Linked DNA regions of Mus musculus: regions 1 and 3 are each linked to region 2. The links are chromatin contacts, called in public HiChIP or PLAC-seq maps. All regions are on one chromosome and are shown on one strand. The core of a region is the stretch at or near the end of the contact, and the rest is flanking DNA. Distances in the headings are between cores, read along the strand shown. Region 1 overlaps Gm29857 (a long non-coding RNA gene). Region 2 has its middle 8.7 kb from the start of Gm39755. Region 3 overlaps Camk1d (calcium/calmodulin-dependent protein kinase ID).

What was found. HiChIP or PLAC-seq counts read pairs in DNA pulled down with a chosen protein or histone mark.
Region 1: an H3K27ac HiChIP or PLAC-seq map of embryonic fibroblasts shows a contact between it and region 2, with 12 times the contacts expected there. The contact joins two enhancer-like sites. A contact is called at or near these places in 7 of 484 Hi-C or Micro-C datasets (the AML12 cell line, bone marrow-derived macrophages, cortical neurons and 3 more), 10 of 115 datasets of contacts at active chromatin or transcription factors (craniofacial prominence, embryonic basal ganglia, embryonic fibroblasts and 6 more) and 1 of 9 other capture datasets (embryonic stem cells).
Region 3: an H3K27ac HiChIP or PLAC-seq map of embryonic fibroblasts shows a contact between it and region 2, with 6 times the contacts expected there. The contact joins two enhancer-like sites. A contact is called at or near these places in 7 of 484 Hi-C or Micro-C datasets (the G1E-ER4 cell line, adipose-derived mesenchymal stem cells, cortical neurons and 4 more), 3 of 115 datasets of contacts at active chromatin or transcription factors (embryonic fibroblasts, pancreatic cancer cells and stem cell-derived neural progenitor cells) and 1 of 9 other capture datasets (embryonic stem cells).

Annotation. Positions count from the first base shown.
Region 1 is chr2:5,731,278-5,735,535 of GRCm38.p6, reverse strand. The region is part of intron 1 of Gm29857 (a long non-coding RNA gene); the gene reads right to left. Among named protein-coding and RNA genes, the nearest start is that of Gm29857, 5.4 kb to the right of the region's middle. Within about 2 kb of position 1,620, at least 23 of the 459 cell types and tissues checked have an H3K27ac peak or open chromatin away from gene starts, as enhancers often do. A contact at or near this core is called in embryonic fibroblasts and pancreatic cancer cells, where this site is marked.
Region 2 is chr2:5,092,517-5,096,974 of GRCm38.p6, reverse strand. No RefSeq gene overlaps it. Among named protein-coding and RNA genes, the nearest start is that of Gm39755, 8.7 kb to the left of the region's middle. Within about 2 kb of position 1,469, at least 28 of the 459 cell types and tissues checked have an H3K27ac peak or open chromatin away from gene starts, as enhancers often do. A contact at or near this core is called in embryonic fibroblasts and pancreatic cancer cells, where this site is marked.
Region 3 is chr2:5,617,457-5,621,827 of GRCm38.p6, reverse strand. The region is part of intron 1 of Camk1d (calcium/calmodulin-dependent protein kinase ID); the gene reads left to right. Among named protein-coding and RNA genes, the nearest start is that of Camk1d, 95 kb to the left of the region's middle. Within about 2 kb of position 3,112, at least 34 of the 459 cell types and tissues checked have an H3K27ac peak or open chromatin away from gene starts, as enhancers often do. A contact at or near this core is called in embryonic fibroblasts and pancreatic cancer cells, where this site is marked.

The sequences.
Region 1 (4,258 bases), core at 371-2,870, 640 kb before region 2:
TTCAAAGCCCACTTGGATCCCATTCCTTCTCACCTCTCTCCTATCTGAACTCCCTCTTGCTCACCGGATTCTCTAGTTCATCTATTCATTCACCTTATAAGCCTACTATGCCTACTACCATTGGGCCCCCCCTTGCAGGTCCCCTTCCCTTCCCCCAATAAGCTTACTTTAACCTAGGCCTGTCCTTAAGGGGACATCTTAGCACTGAAGAGGTCAGCTCAGGACCTTTGAAAAATTCCACCCCTCCCCTCCTGGAAGAGACAGGTCAGAGAGCATGTAGGCCGGAAGGGAAAGGCTGATTACCTCATTTACTAAAGACCAATCAGTTTAAAGGGTGCTCTGTTCTGCCAGTCATATTGTGCCTAGTTGCTGATGTTCTCTGCCGCCCCTGGAAACTGTATAAAAACCCTCTCCAAATGGGCCACCCAGGGTGGTCGCCTCTTTCAGGTACAGGGCAACCCCAGTGCACTGGAACAATAAATTCCTTTTGCCTTTGCATTGATCCCTGGCTCTCTGTTGTTCACTTGGGGGGGGGGGGGGGTCCCTGCTAGTTAAGGCTCATCAGAGTCTTACATTAGTTTTGTATAAAATCGTATGTTTCATGTAAGTCTATTTGCATCCTAAATTAATTTGGGGGGAAGTGTTAAGGATTGAACCTATGGCCTTGAATATGCCAAGCAAATATTCTGCCAATGAGTTAAGCCCCAGATCCCTTTGACAATATTTTTTTTTGTAGTTTTAGATACTGCCACAAATAATGTATCATGGGGGGGAATTAAAGAAATTATGAGTTTTTCTGTTTACTAGGAGTCAGCCTCTTGTGCTGGTTTGAATGAGAATATCTGGCTAACTCATTTTTTGAACTCTTAGTCCTGTATAAAAGTGGGGGTTTCAGAACTAAAGTATCAAGTGAGGACATGACCACTCTGAGGTATGGTTGACAAAGTTTTTATTGTAGATACTGGGGAGGGTACAATCCAGAGCAGGGAGAGAAAGTAGTAGACTAAACATGGCCAGTCTATTACCGTGGGAGCACAGCAGCATCCAGGCAGGCATGGTCCAGGAGGAGCAGAGAGCTCTACATCTTCATTTGAGGGTCTCAAAGCCTATGCCCACAGTGACACACTTCCTCCAACAAGGTTACACCTACTCCAACAAGGCCACGCCTCCTAACAGACTCACTCCCTGGGCCAAGCATATACAAACCACCACAGACTAGAGCCACTCCCCGGGCCAAGCATATACAAACCACCACAGACTAGAGCCACTCCCCGGGCCAAGCATATACAAACCACCACAGACTAGAGCCACTCCCTGGGCCAAGCATGTACAAACCACCACAAACTAGAGCCACTCCCTGGGCCAAGCATATACAAACCACCACAAACTAGAGCCACTCCCTGAGCCAAGCATGTACAAACCACCACAAACTAGAGCCACTCCCTGGGCCAAGCATATACAAACCACCACAGACTAGAGCCACTCCCTGGGCCAAGCATGTACAAACCACCACAGACTATTTCTAGTTTGTGCTCTGCTTTGTACTTGTAGGTCAAGAGGTAATTCCTCAACTGCCGATCCCTTGTCTGGGAGACCTTCCTGGTAGTCAATGTTCCTGACAGATACTTCATAGAGTTGCCTCTCTTTGTCTTCTGAATCATTCACTCATGAATTAACAGCTGAATTCCTGTGGTAGTCCAGGAGCTGATTCATTGCCAGGTCTGGGTGGGGAGTGTCTTTAAAAATGAATGTAAAATAAATGTCTCTGAACTCAGAGGACCTGACTTAAAGTTTGCAGTGGTTTGACCCTGGTCTTTGTTCCTGGCGTTGGAGTTTTTATTCCCTTATCAAATGAAGAGCTCGTCTCCAACTTGCTTTTCTTTGGGCTTGACTGATGCCTTAGGCTGGAAGGTCCTCAAGCAGGAATAACTTGCTTCTGCTTTGTCTTCTTGACTTTGGCTGGTGTTTCTTCACTATCTCATTATGGCTTTGATGCTTTTAAGAAAACTAAACAAATATTTCATCCAGCTTGGCAGGCTGTCTTTGATCTTAATCACTCATCTTGTTGTTGCCAAATTAGACCTACAATGTAACTTAGGTTCAAATCCCAGCTCTTATTTTCAACTGGCCTGGGTTGGCCAAATTGTCTTCCTCTTGATTTGTCACACACATTAAACCCTACCAACTGATCTTTGTGGTTGTGTAATTTGAAAGTTAAAGCCTTTGTTTTTTTGTTCTGGTAAAGTGGTACAGTAACAGATGTGTTCATTGACTGTGTCCCAAGCTAGAAGGTAAGTTTAGGATTATGGAAAATTTGTGTGTGTGTCCCTCCCCCAATTTTCTCTTTCCCAGGAAATGCCTGATAAGGAGAATCTGCACAGTATGCTTGAGCTGAGGGAAATGGTTACTTTGTAAAGATAACCAAGGACTCAATCAAAATACATATTGCTTATAAACAAAAACATACTGCAAAAAAATGGGCAGAGGGTCCTATTCACTTGCATTATTTTGTAAAGTTGATCAGTGTTAAACTGGTTCTGGCTTTAGTTTTTCATTTAATGTGGCCTTGTAATAGAGTCCTTACACTAAATATTTCTTCTAATCTGAAGTAGTTTAGCAAAAGTTCTGTCATTAACATAAGCATAAGTGGTGTGTGTATATGTGTGTATGTGTGTGTGTGTGTATGCATGTCTGTTTTAAACCAGGGGTTGATTTAGTAAACTTGGGTTACCCACAGTCACCAAAGCTGGGGTGCCAGCTTCCGGTGTGTGTCTCTGCAGCGTTTTAGAGGAGTTGTAATCAGAACATTTAAAGAAGCCAAGCATGCTTTTTTATAGTGTCGCGATGCCCCCAAAGACTCAGTGTTTCAGACGAGAAAGCCATGGAATTATGATAGGCGGCAGATTGGCTTCTCCATGTCAGATGCTTGGCAGTTGATCCTTGCCTGATGGCCTTAAAACACCCCATCTGCGGAGAGAACGCTAACACGTTCATTTTCTGGATAAGGACATCAGCTTGGAGGGAATTCTTTGACTTGTCCAAGGCCACAGAGCCTTGGGGAAGAGGCTCCCCATTCCCTACCTTCCTCTCTGGAGACCTTCTGCTGTTCTATTACTCGCAACAGAACAAACGGCACCTGTGTGCTCTGAGGGTCAATTAAACTCATGGAGTGTTTGCTTGAAATTTTACAATGTTTGCCATCAAGACTCTGGTAATGTGTCTTTAAAAGGTGACAAGGGAGGCTGGAGGGGGTGTGTGGCTCAGTGGATAAAGCACCTGCCGCAGAAGCTGGAGGGCCTGAGTTTGGCTCTTCAGAAGCCATGGAAAAGGTGTGGCATAGTAACACCTGTAGCCCTTGAGTTAGGAAACAGAGCGAGGCAGGGCCCTGGGGCTTCCTGACCAGCCTTCTGGCAGAATTGGAAAGCTTCAGGTTCAGAGTGAGATCTTGTCTCAAAAGAAAAGATGGAGAAGACCGAGAAAGCACCTGGCACTCACCCTTGGCCTCTGTGTGCACTTGCCTGCACACACACTCCGTTGGGTAAGCACATGCAAGCACGCACAAAGGGATGAGGGCCGTACTTGGCCTCTGTGTGCACTCCTGCACACACACTCCATTGGGTAAGCACATGCAAGCACGCACAAAGGAACGAGGGCCGTATCATGATAGCACCTTTGGGACTGAATGGAGAAGTTGGACATCTAGGCACACAGAAATAACTCGCATCAGGAATGGAGTGGTCTGTCCATTACCAACAATGGACACGCAGGTGAGCTTATTGGGTGGAATTGGTAGGCTGAGCCACCCACCCATCTCTCATGAGATCAAGATACTAAAATTTCAGAAGGGTAGAAGGGGAAGTGTGACCAGAATACATGTATAAAGTTGTCCAATAATAAAATCTAAAAACACTAGATTTTTTTTTTGTTGTTTGTTTGTTTATTTTGAGACAGGGTCTTTATGTAGTGCTGACTGCCCTGAAACTCACTATGTAGATCAGACTGGCTTTGAACTCATAGAGATCTGTCTCCTGCCTCTGCCCCCCTCTGCCTCTCTGCCCCTCTGCCTCTGCCTCTCTGCCTCTCTGCCTGCCTCTGCCCACCTCTGCCCATCTCTGCCCACCTCTGCCCCTCTCTGCCCCTCTCTGCCTCCCTCTGCCCCCCTCTGCCTCTCTGCCCCTCTGCCTCCTCTGCCTCTGATGAGCTGAGAATAAAGGTGTGTGGCACCACAGTCAGGCTAAAAAGTAGGTTTTTAAAAGCT
Region 2 (4,458 bases), core at 220-2,719:
AGGACAGCCTGGGTTACATGAGGTCCTGCTTTGAAACAACAAGCAGGTGGGGGAGCAGCAAGACCCCAACACTTGATGCTGGTGGGCCATTGTTTGCAGTTCCAGATCAGATGCTGAACCTCAGCTCTCTGCCTCAATTATCTTGCCTCTAATTATCTTGCCACATACAGCCACTGAGTGCCACATCCGGCACTTTACATTGTAAAGTACAGGGCACCTAATATTGCCACAGCAGCTATCACCATGTTATTCTTCCTTCAAAATCTGGGTGACAGTCATTGGGGGAATGACGACACTGAGCCACAAGATGAACTTTTGATATCCTGAAGCTCCTTTGGGGTTGGAGGGGAAACCTGAGCTAGCAAGGATAGGGAGGTCGCTGGGAGCCGTGAGGAGACAGGAGGTGGGGGGCAGTGTCCCAGACCCTAGAGGTGAGGGGGTAAGGTGAAGAGGATTGCAGAAGATCAGCCATGATTCTGAGAGGGTCAATGCTCAATGGTCAGGACTAGACAGTTCTACCTGGACAATTAAAGCACAGTGTCCTGGCACAGTAACCAGTGCTTCCCAGCACGGAGTGTGACAGGACTCATACCTCTGGGTGCCTCCTGCAGAAGACATACGGAGCTGTTCACCTAAGCATGAGGTCCCTCTTATGGGACCTCAGGGAGAGCCTGGATATGCAAGCTACTGAATCAATGGTAGCTCCAGGTATGGATGCCGAGGTCCTGGCCATGCCCTGTACCACTGAGGTACACCCTTAGCACTGTGACTGTTTATCTATGACTCACTTATATGTACTGATAATATGCTGAGTGCAGCTTAGACTTAAAAATGGGCACAAAGAGATCTGGTATATGGCATTGTGCCTATAGTTAGCACTGTATTCTGCACTTAGAGATGTCTCAGCACTTGGGATGAAATTAAAGCAGGGGGATTACAAGTTTAAGGCCAGTGAGTCAATAAGAAAGAAAGAAAGAGACGGAGAGAGAGAGAGAGAGAGAGAGAGAGAGAGAGAGAGAGAGAGAGAGAGAGAGAAAGAAAGAAAGAAAGAAAGAAAGAAAGAAAGAAAGAAAGAAAGAGAGGAAAAGAGGGAAGGAAAGAGCGAGAGAGAGGGAAGGAGTAAGGGAGGAAGAGAGAGAGACAGACAGAGGGAAGGTGGAGGGGAAAGGAAGAAATAGTTTCAGCTTCGTACTGAAACTAAATGAAACACACACAAATCAAAGTTGAATTTTTTCCCCCTTCACCCTCAAGTCTGGCTATCCCTGATCTCTTACATGGGAGATGGGGACAGAGTAGAGGGTTTTCCCTCACACCTCAAAAGGATGGGAAAACCCAGGGCTGCAGACTCAGGTTGGAGTCAGAGCACTTGTCTAGCAAGCCCAGGGTTCAGTCCCTGTTGTGTGGGTTGGGGAGGTGGATTAAAAGGCAATTAAACTCGTTCTTTTCCTCAAACATGAGCCATCTGAAAACAGTGCCAGATGAGTCACAGTCTCATTGTTGTTTTTAAACTGATGTAAAACACATATCCCAAGTTATGTTATGTTATTCAGTAGGTTTCCTCCTCAGTAGAGTTGGGGTAATCACATCTTTTAAATCAGTAAATGATGTTATCAAAATAATCCTCATCTTTGAAATCTCACAAAAATTTCTATTTTACAATTTGCCCTGACTATCAAGGCTGCAAGAATAACATTTCCTATATATTCAAATCACTAACAGCTACACAACCTCCCCAGCCCCACGGAAAAGAGAAAAGAAACACCATCACATATGCTTGGCTAAGGGCTAAGTTATTCCAGGAGCCAAAAATAAAATAGGCAAATTGTTAGCACTGATGTAACACAACTGTAACCTCAGCATCACTGTGTCATGAGCAATGACTGTTAGAACACAGGGCTGGGTGCCCAAGGGCTGGTGGTAGCTGATCAGCAAGACTCTGTTTTCCTTCTCCATCTGCACTGCCAGCTCACGCTGTGCACCGCTCCACATGCACGGTGTAAGCATTCTTAGAATCCCAGCAAACTCGCCTCTGGATTTAGAATATAAAGGTTGCTCTCTGTGGTGGTTTGAATGAGAATGGCCTCCATAGGCTTATATATTTGAATACTTGGTCCCCATCTTATGGAACTATTTGGGAAAGATTAAGGGGTGTGGCCTTGTAGAAGGGGGTGTATTGCTGGGTATGAGAGTTGAGGTTTCAAAAGAGTCTTCTTGTCTCTTGTGTCTCCCTCTCTCCTCTCCCCTCTCCCCTTTCCCTCTCCACCCCCCTTCTACTTTCTGATCACACTGTAAGCTCTCAGCTATTCCTATGTTCCACCATCATGGACTCTAACCCCCTGAAACTGTAAGCCCAAATTAAATACTTTTTTCTTATGTAAGTTGCTTTATAGAGTTTGTCAGAGGAGGAAAAAAAGTAACTAAGACGTTGTTGGTTTTTTGTGTCATTGAGTACTTCATGGACAAGGGATACAATCATTGTGCTCAGCTATCTCTGTTGGTCTTCCAGTATCTGCCCAATAGACAGAAGTTGGTGGCTATATAGGTAGGAGAGTTAAAGTCTGGAAATGGAAGCTGTTGGTAATCATTAATTTATATAATAATATATGAAGAACCCAAATTAAAGCTTTTTGCAGAAGTCAGAGGTAATGAAATCGTGATGACTGCCACTTCTCCGATCGAGAGATTTTGATTAGCCTGAAGGACACTTGAGATTCATTTGTCACTTGCAAACCTAAAGCTGGCAACTCATTTGTATTCCACTCAACTCAACCTCTCTTGGTCCAGGTACACCATGGGCAGGCATGGGGGTCACACGGCATTATTCTGCATCCTGTGTACAGAAGGAGCTGTACTGGGGAGGGCTGCAGAGCTCGGCTCCTCAGCCCCGCTGTGGCCAGCTGCCTTGGCTGTTCCTCTCAGCACTTTCCTTCTCTCCTGCCTGCCTCCCTGTGAGCTCCTGGCTTCCTGGAAGGTGATTGCTTCCTTCTCTGCAAACCCTCAAGCTCCTCACCAAGTAATACTCATCTTCTGTGTGTTGCTCAAGCACACATGTGATATGCTCACACACATGTGATATGCTCACACACATGTGATATGCTCACACACATGTGATATGCTCACATGTGTGCACACATATGATATGCTCACACACCTGTGATATGCTCACACACATGTGATATGCTCACACACATGTGATATACTCACACACATGTGATATGCTCACACGTGTGCACACATATGATATGCTCACACACATGTGATATGCTCACACACCTGTGATATGCTCACACACATGTGATATGCTCACACACATGTGATATACTCACACACATGTGATATGCTCACACGTGTGCATGGGCTTGCAAGGGCCAGAGGTCAACATCTGGTAGCTTCCTCAGTCACTAACCCTGTTCTGTTCTTTTGTTTGCTTTTTGTGTTTTGTTTTGTTCTGAAACAGTCTCTTTGAGCCTCGGGGGTCCTCCCATCTGTACCTCCTCTGAGCTGGAATTGGAGGTGTATGCTTCATGCCCAGGTTTTCATTTGGACCTGCAGTTTTACTCACTGGGCTATCTCCCCAGCCCCCTTCTCATAAATTCTTTGTGTCTGCCACTCAGTAACAGTTCCAGTAACTAGCTATTTGTTTTCCTTTTTAAGATTTAATTTGTAAGTGTGTGTGTGTGTGTGTGTGTGTGTGTGTGTGTGTGGTATGTGTGCATCTGTGGGGGTAATATATGTATATGTGTACAGGTACCCACAGAGACCAGAGGCAGGTCTGTAGATCCCTGGAGCAGGAGTAACAGGAGGCTGTAAGTCACCTGCTGTGGGATCTGGGAACTCATTTCAGGTCTTCTGGAAGAGGAGCCCTGTGCCTTTCCATCTCCCTCAGTCTTGCCTTAACTTCCATGAGAGCAGGAATTTTATCTCGATGATCACTGAGTCCTCCCGGCCTAACTGACTCAGTCAGAAGGGAATTCAGTATCTCCTATTGGGTGGTTCTCTTTTCTGTCCTTCTGACTAATGGCTCACCCCTGCCTCATCTTTGAGATGTTCACATCTTGTTTAAAGTACTTATTAGCCCTCCTGTGTTTCAGTTGTCTATTACCACAGGATAAACACACACACACATTCAGTGACTTTTTTGAGCCAGGGTCTTATGTAGCCCAGACTGGCCTTGAACTCTATCTGCAGCTCAGGGGTGAACATGAACTCCTGATCTTCTGCCTCTACCTCCCCACACCAGGATTACAGGCATGTGTACATTACCTGGATTACAGGCATGTGTACATTACCTGGTCTACACAGTGCCAGTCTACACAGTACCTGGTCTAAACAGTGCCAGGCCTCATGCTCACAAGGCAAGCACTCTACCCACCGACCTCCTCCACAGCACTGATCCATCGCTTCCTATGAGTCTATGGGTTAATGGGCTCAGCTCACCAGTTCTCCTGGATCCGGGTC
Region 3 (4,371 bases), core at 1,863-4,362, 520 kb before region 2:
CAAGACTTCTGTGGATCTTAGTTTTCTGTGGAGGTTTAATAGCGTGCATCTACTTGAAGAATAAGGTAACATGGCAACTTTTCTTCCCCGGCTCAGAAAATGAAAATGGAAACCCCTGCTCTGTCGAGGAAGCCAATGGTTATAGACAATCTCCACTGACCCACAAAATGAGCGATTTTGCATATAATTTAAAATTTCTAATAACCTTACCATTTCACTTGGTTAGTTCTGAGCCAATCTTGTTTTTTTTTTTTGTTTTTTTGGTTTTTTTGTTTTTTTGTTTTAAACTTTTAGCAAGCCTCACAGATTGCATGCATGCACAGATATGCAGGTCAGAGGGCAACCTTGGGTGTGGTTCAGGAGTGCCATCTACTGTGTTGTTTTGCATCAGGGTCTCTCAGTGCCCTGGAACTCACTGAGTAGTCCGGGCCAGCTGTCCTGTAAGCTCCTCCCCTTCGCCCCAGCACCATGATGAACAGCGTGCACCGTCACATCCAAGTTCTTCACATGGCTTCCGGGGCTTGAACTCAGGTCCTCAGGCTTACAAGGCACACACTTTCATGGCTTCCGGGGCTTGAACTCACGTCCTCAGGCTTACAAGGCACACACTTTACAGCTTAAGTCTTCTTCCCAGCCCAAGAGGTAACATTCTTAAACAATGGACACATTTCTATCTACGTTGTGACTTTCATTTAATATAACTCCCGTGTTGCCAAGAGGAGATGGGTTCAAAACAGCTGAACACAGGTCGTTCATTACATCATGGAGCTAGTCTGGTAACAGTCTGTTTACATTATATGAGAGCGTTGTCTGGTCCAGACAAATGATATTTGCCAAAGGAACCAACTCATTGTAAGGACAGATGTGGCTGGGAGCACATTTGCTTAAGACCTCTAGAACTTCCGGATAATAGACACAGGGGAGCCTATGTTAGGTTGCGTCCCTTTAACTTCAGCCCTGAGGAGGAGGCAGAGGCAGACAGAGCTCTGTGAGCTCAAAAACAGCCTGGTCTGCACAGTGAGTTTCAAGCCATCCAGGGCCACACAGCAAGACCCCCTTTCAAAAAACAAAACAACTACTACTAGAACACTAAAGGGCACGGGGAGGTTTGGAAAGTGATTTGAGAACCTGGTACCGTGAGGTTGGTCTCCATGACAGACTGACACATTGGTTCTCTTGTTCCATTGAGAAAGTTACTCATCTCCACATAGAGACTGCAAGGAACAGCAAGATGGCTACAGATTGAACACTGGGGAGTGCAGATAAACAGTTATTTAGTTATTAGGTTGAGATTTAGGTAAAGATGAATCATTTAAACCATGTCTTCCCCATACAGAGCACATTCACGGAATTGTCCCTTACTTTAGGTCACCTAAGTGACGCCGTTTGCCTCACTGTACATTTTCTGAGAACATCAGAAGAGGTAGATTTTGAAGTGTCTGATGTAGCACACTGTAGGGATGACGTGCGATTTGTTGAACAGATGAGCTACTGAAGCAGCTGTAGAAACCAGGCATAGTACATGTAACCACTCGTGTGTAGCATGACCTCTCTGTTCACACGAAGCTTGTACAGTATGTCCTTTTGTGCTTCTTTAGCGGGGTAGACTTTTAAATATACATGGTCTTGCTAGGCATCCCAGGATGGCTTAGATCTCATGACCCTTTGGCCTCCACCTCTGGAGTGCTAGCATTGCAGCCATGGGTTACCATGTTCCACTTTTATGGGCAGTTTTTATTGAGCTGGCTATAGAGTCACCTGACATCTGTGTAAGGGATGATGGAGAGAGAGTGTGTGTCATTTCTGCCCTGTCAATACTACAACCAAGATACTGATGTCAGCAGTCTACTTGCATTCGGCGATACATGGCTTTTATTCGGATACAGTTATAAGTTTGGATACAGTTTGTAGAATGATGGCGTCTGGTTAGCTAAGATGCAGGGAAGGATATGGGTGTCTGAGGCAGAGGGTCTCTGTTGGGATGAGGCTAGGCCCCAGCTGCAGAATAAGGGGTCAGTTTGGAAGACTGAGGGAGTCCCTCGTAGGAAGAAAAGGTTTTCCCAAGAACCTTGGAGTGAAGGACAGCCCTGTCTACGTGTCTTTCTTGCCTGTGCCCTTCTACAAATATCATACCATGCCAGCTCCATGTAGCCCAGATGGTGGGGGGTATGTGAAGTAGTTTGGATTTCCAGGGACTTGGGGTCTGCATCCAAATCCCATGTGCCCCTCTTTCTAACCTATACCCTCCAGAATATTTTAGAAGAATTCATGTCTGTTTTTGTCCTCTCTGACTTCCCCTTTATGTGGTTGCTTTTCTTATTGGATGCAGATGGGCAGGCATGGAGGTCTGATGGTTCATCTTAATCATTATTTAGCAGCCTCTTTCTAGTTCCAAGTCTCATCTCACCGCGGCCCACCATAGCCTCTTGCCTAGGAAAGGTGGGTCACCGAGAGTAATAGAGTTGACGGGAGTTTCCCTTTGGGAGAAGTTGTGAAGAAAACAAAGCCCATAGTTCTTCCTAGAAAGAGGATCTGGGCTCAGCTGGTAATACCTTGAAGCACAGGATCTGTGTTCTTTCCTTGGTGGGTGGTGGACATGGGGGTCAGGTATGGTGGTGCAATCCAACTCTCCTGGAGATGGACAGATAGAGTCAGGTGCATGCGGAGTGCTCACTGGCCAGCCAGCCTCATCTACTTGGTGAGTTCTAGGTTAATGAAGGACCTTGTTTCCAAAAATAAGGTAGACAGTACCCAAGAAATGGCAGTCAAAGTTGTCCTCTTGGCTCCACACACGTGCATGCACACCTGCACACAGATATATCCACACACCCCAAAAAGAGGAAAGAGAAGGTGACGGGTTACTGTCTAGGACAAGGTGTTTTCCAAGCTGGGGCTCTTGAAGTTCACTGCCTGCTGAGCCTAAAGGGGCTCTTCTGAATGGGGACACGGCCTTGTTTCTATTTAGAGAGAGAAAGGCCACCCAGTATTCTTATACTCCTGAGTTAATTCCAGCATTCTGGGTTAGAAGGTAGCAGCAGCTTCACCATGCTCTCATTTCCATGGAGGTTTAAGAAAGAGCTGGATTTCAGCCTACAGGAGTGACTCATAGAGTTAACTGTTTCCTAGGAGTCAGGTCCACTCATTGGTGAGTGGGCGGCCTGTTAACTGCAATCATGTGGGCACAACCAAGAAAGGCAACATTTGCATCCTGTCCCATACCTGGGTCATTACCTTCTGCCACAAGACTTGTAAAACAAGACACACCTTTCCCAGGAATTACCCGTCCGCAAACATGTGACTGCACAGCAGGTGATTCTGCTGCGGGAGCCCTGAGAGCGTCTTTCCAGGGAAGGCTAACTCATAAGGCTTGAAACCCAGTTTGAAAATATACACCTTTTGGAGAAAGTCCTATATTGAAGAAAAAAATTGAGTTGAAAGGACCCGTCTAAGAGATTTGGAAAACGTATGCATTAAATAATTCTTTGAAGACATCGTATATGAGGTTATTTTTTTTCCCAGAATCTTACTGTTTCTGGAAGATTTTTTCTCTTTTTCTCTGTTACTTTTTCAGTTTACTAGGGCCACTTTGTAAATGTGAAAAAATTTCTCATATTCTTCTGATATTTTTTTTTGTTCCTTGAGACAGGGTTTCTCTGTGTAGACCTGGCTATCCTGGAACTCACTCTGAAAATCAGGCTGGTCTTGAACTCAGAGATCTGCCTGCCTCTGCCTCCGGAATGCTGGGATTAAAGACTTGTACCAAGACAGCCCAGCCTGATAAGTGGATGAGAACCAAGGAGAGAAAAATGAGTTTTGCCTGATGGCTTTGCAGGTTCCCTTGGATCTGAAGGTGACTTCTAAGGGACTCCACGCGATGCTTTACCAGCACATGACCAGGTGGCTGCCCTTGCCAGCTTATCCCACAATGACCAGCATTATATAGAACAGTGCTGGCCTCACTGTTTCTTGGATTCAGTATGAGTTTCTGCTATGCTTGTAAGAACTGCGACTGCCTGTGTGATAGTCAGCAGCTCCCTGCTTTGAATGAAGGCAAATGCTCACATTTTTCCTCCTCTATTATAAGGACTTAGAGAAGGGTCTTTCATCCGACCGCCCAGACAGCTTCCTTTGCCTGCACATAGTTAGTGTAATGTCTTTCATATTGCATATGATTTCTTCTATCAGCTGCACAATGGCCTATCTTGAATATTTCTTTATACTGTAAATCTTTCTAGAAAATGACATCTATGCCTTTTGGCTCTCAAGAAGCTGGAGTGGGAGGTAGCATTCAGGGCCTGGAACATTGCATACCTGTGCTCTCTCCAGGGTGTCTTGGTTGGCTTGTTTATTTTACTTTTACCTTTTGTTTCT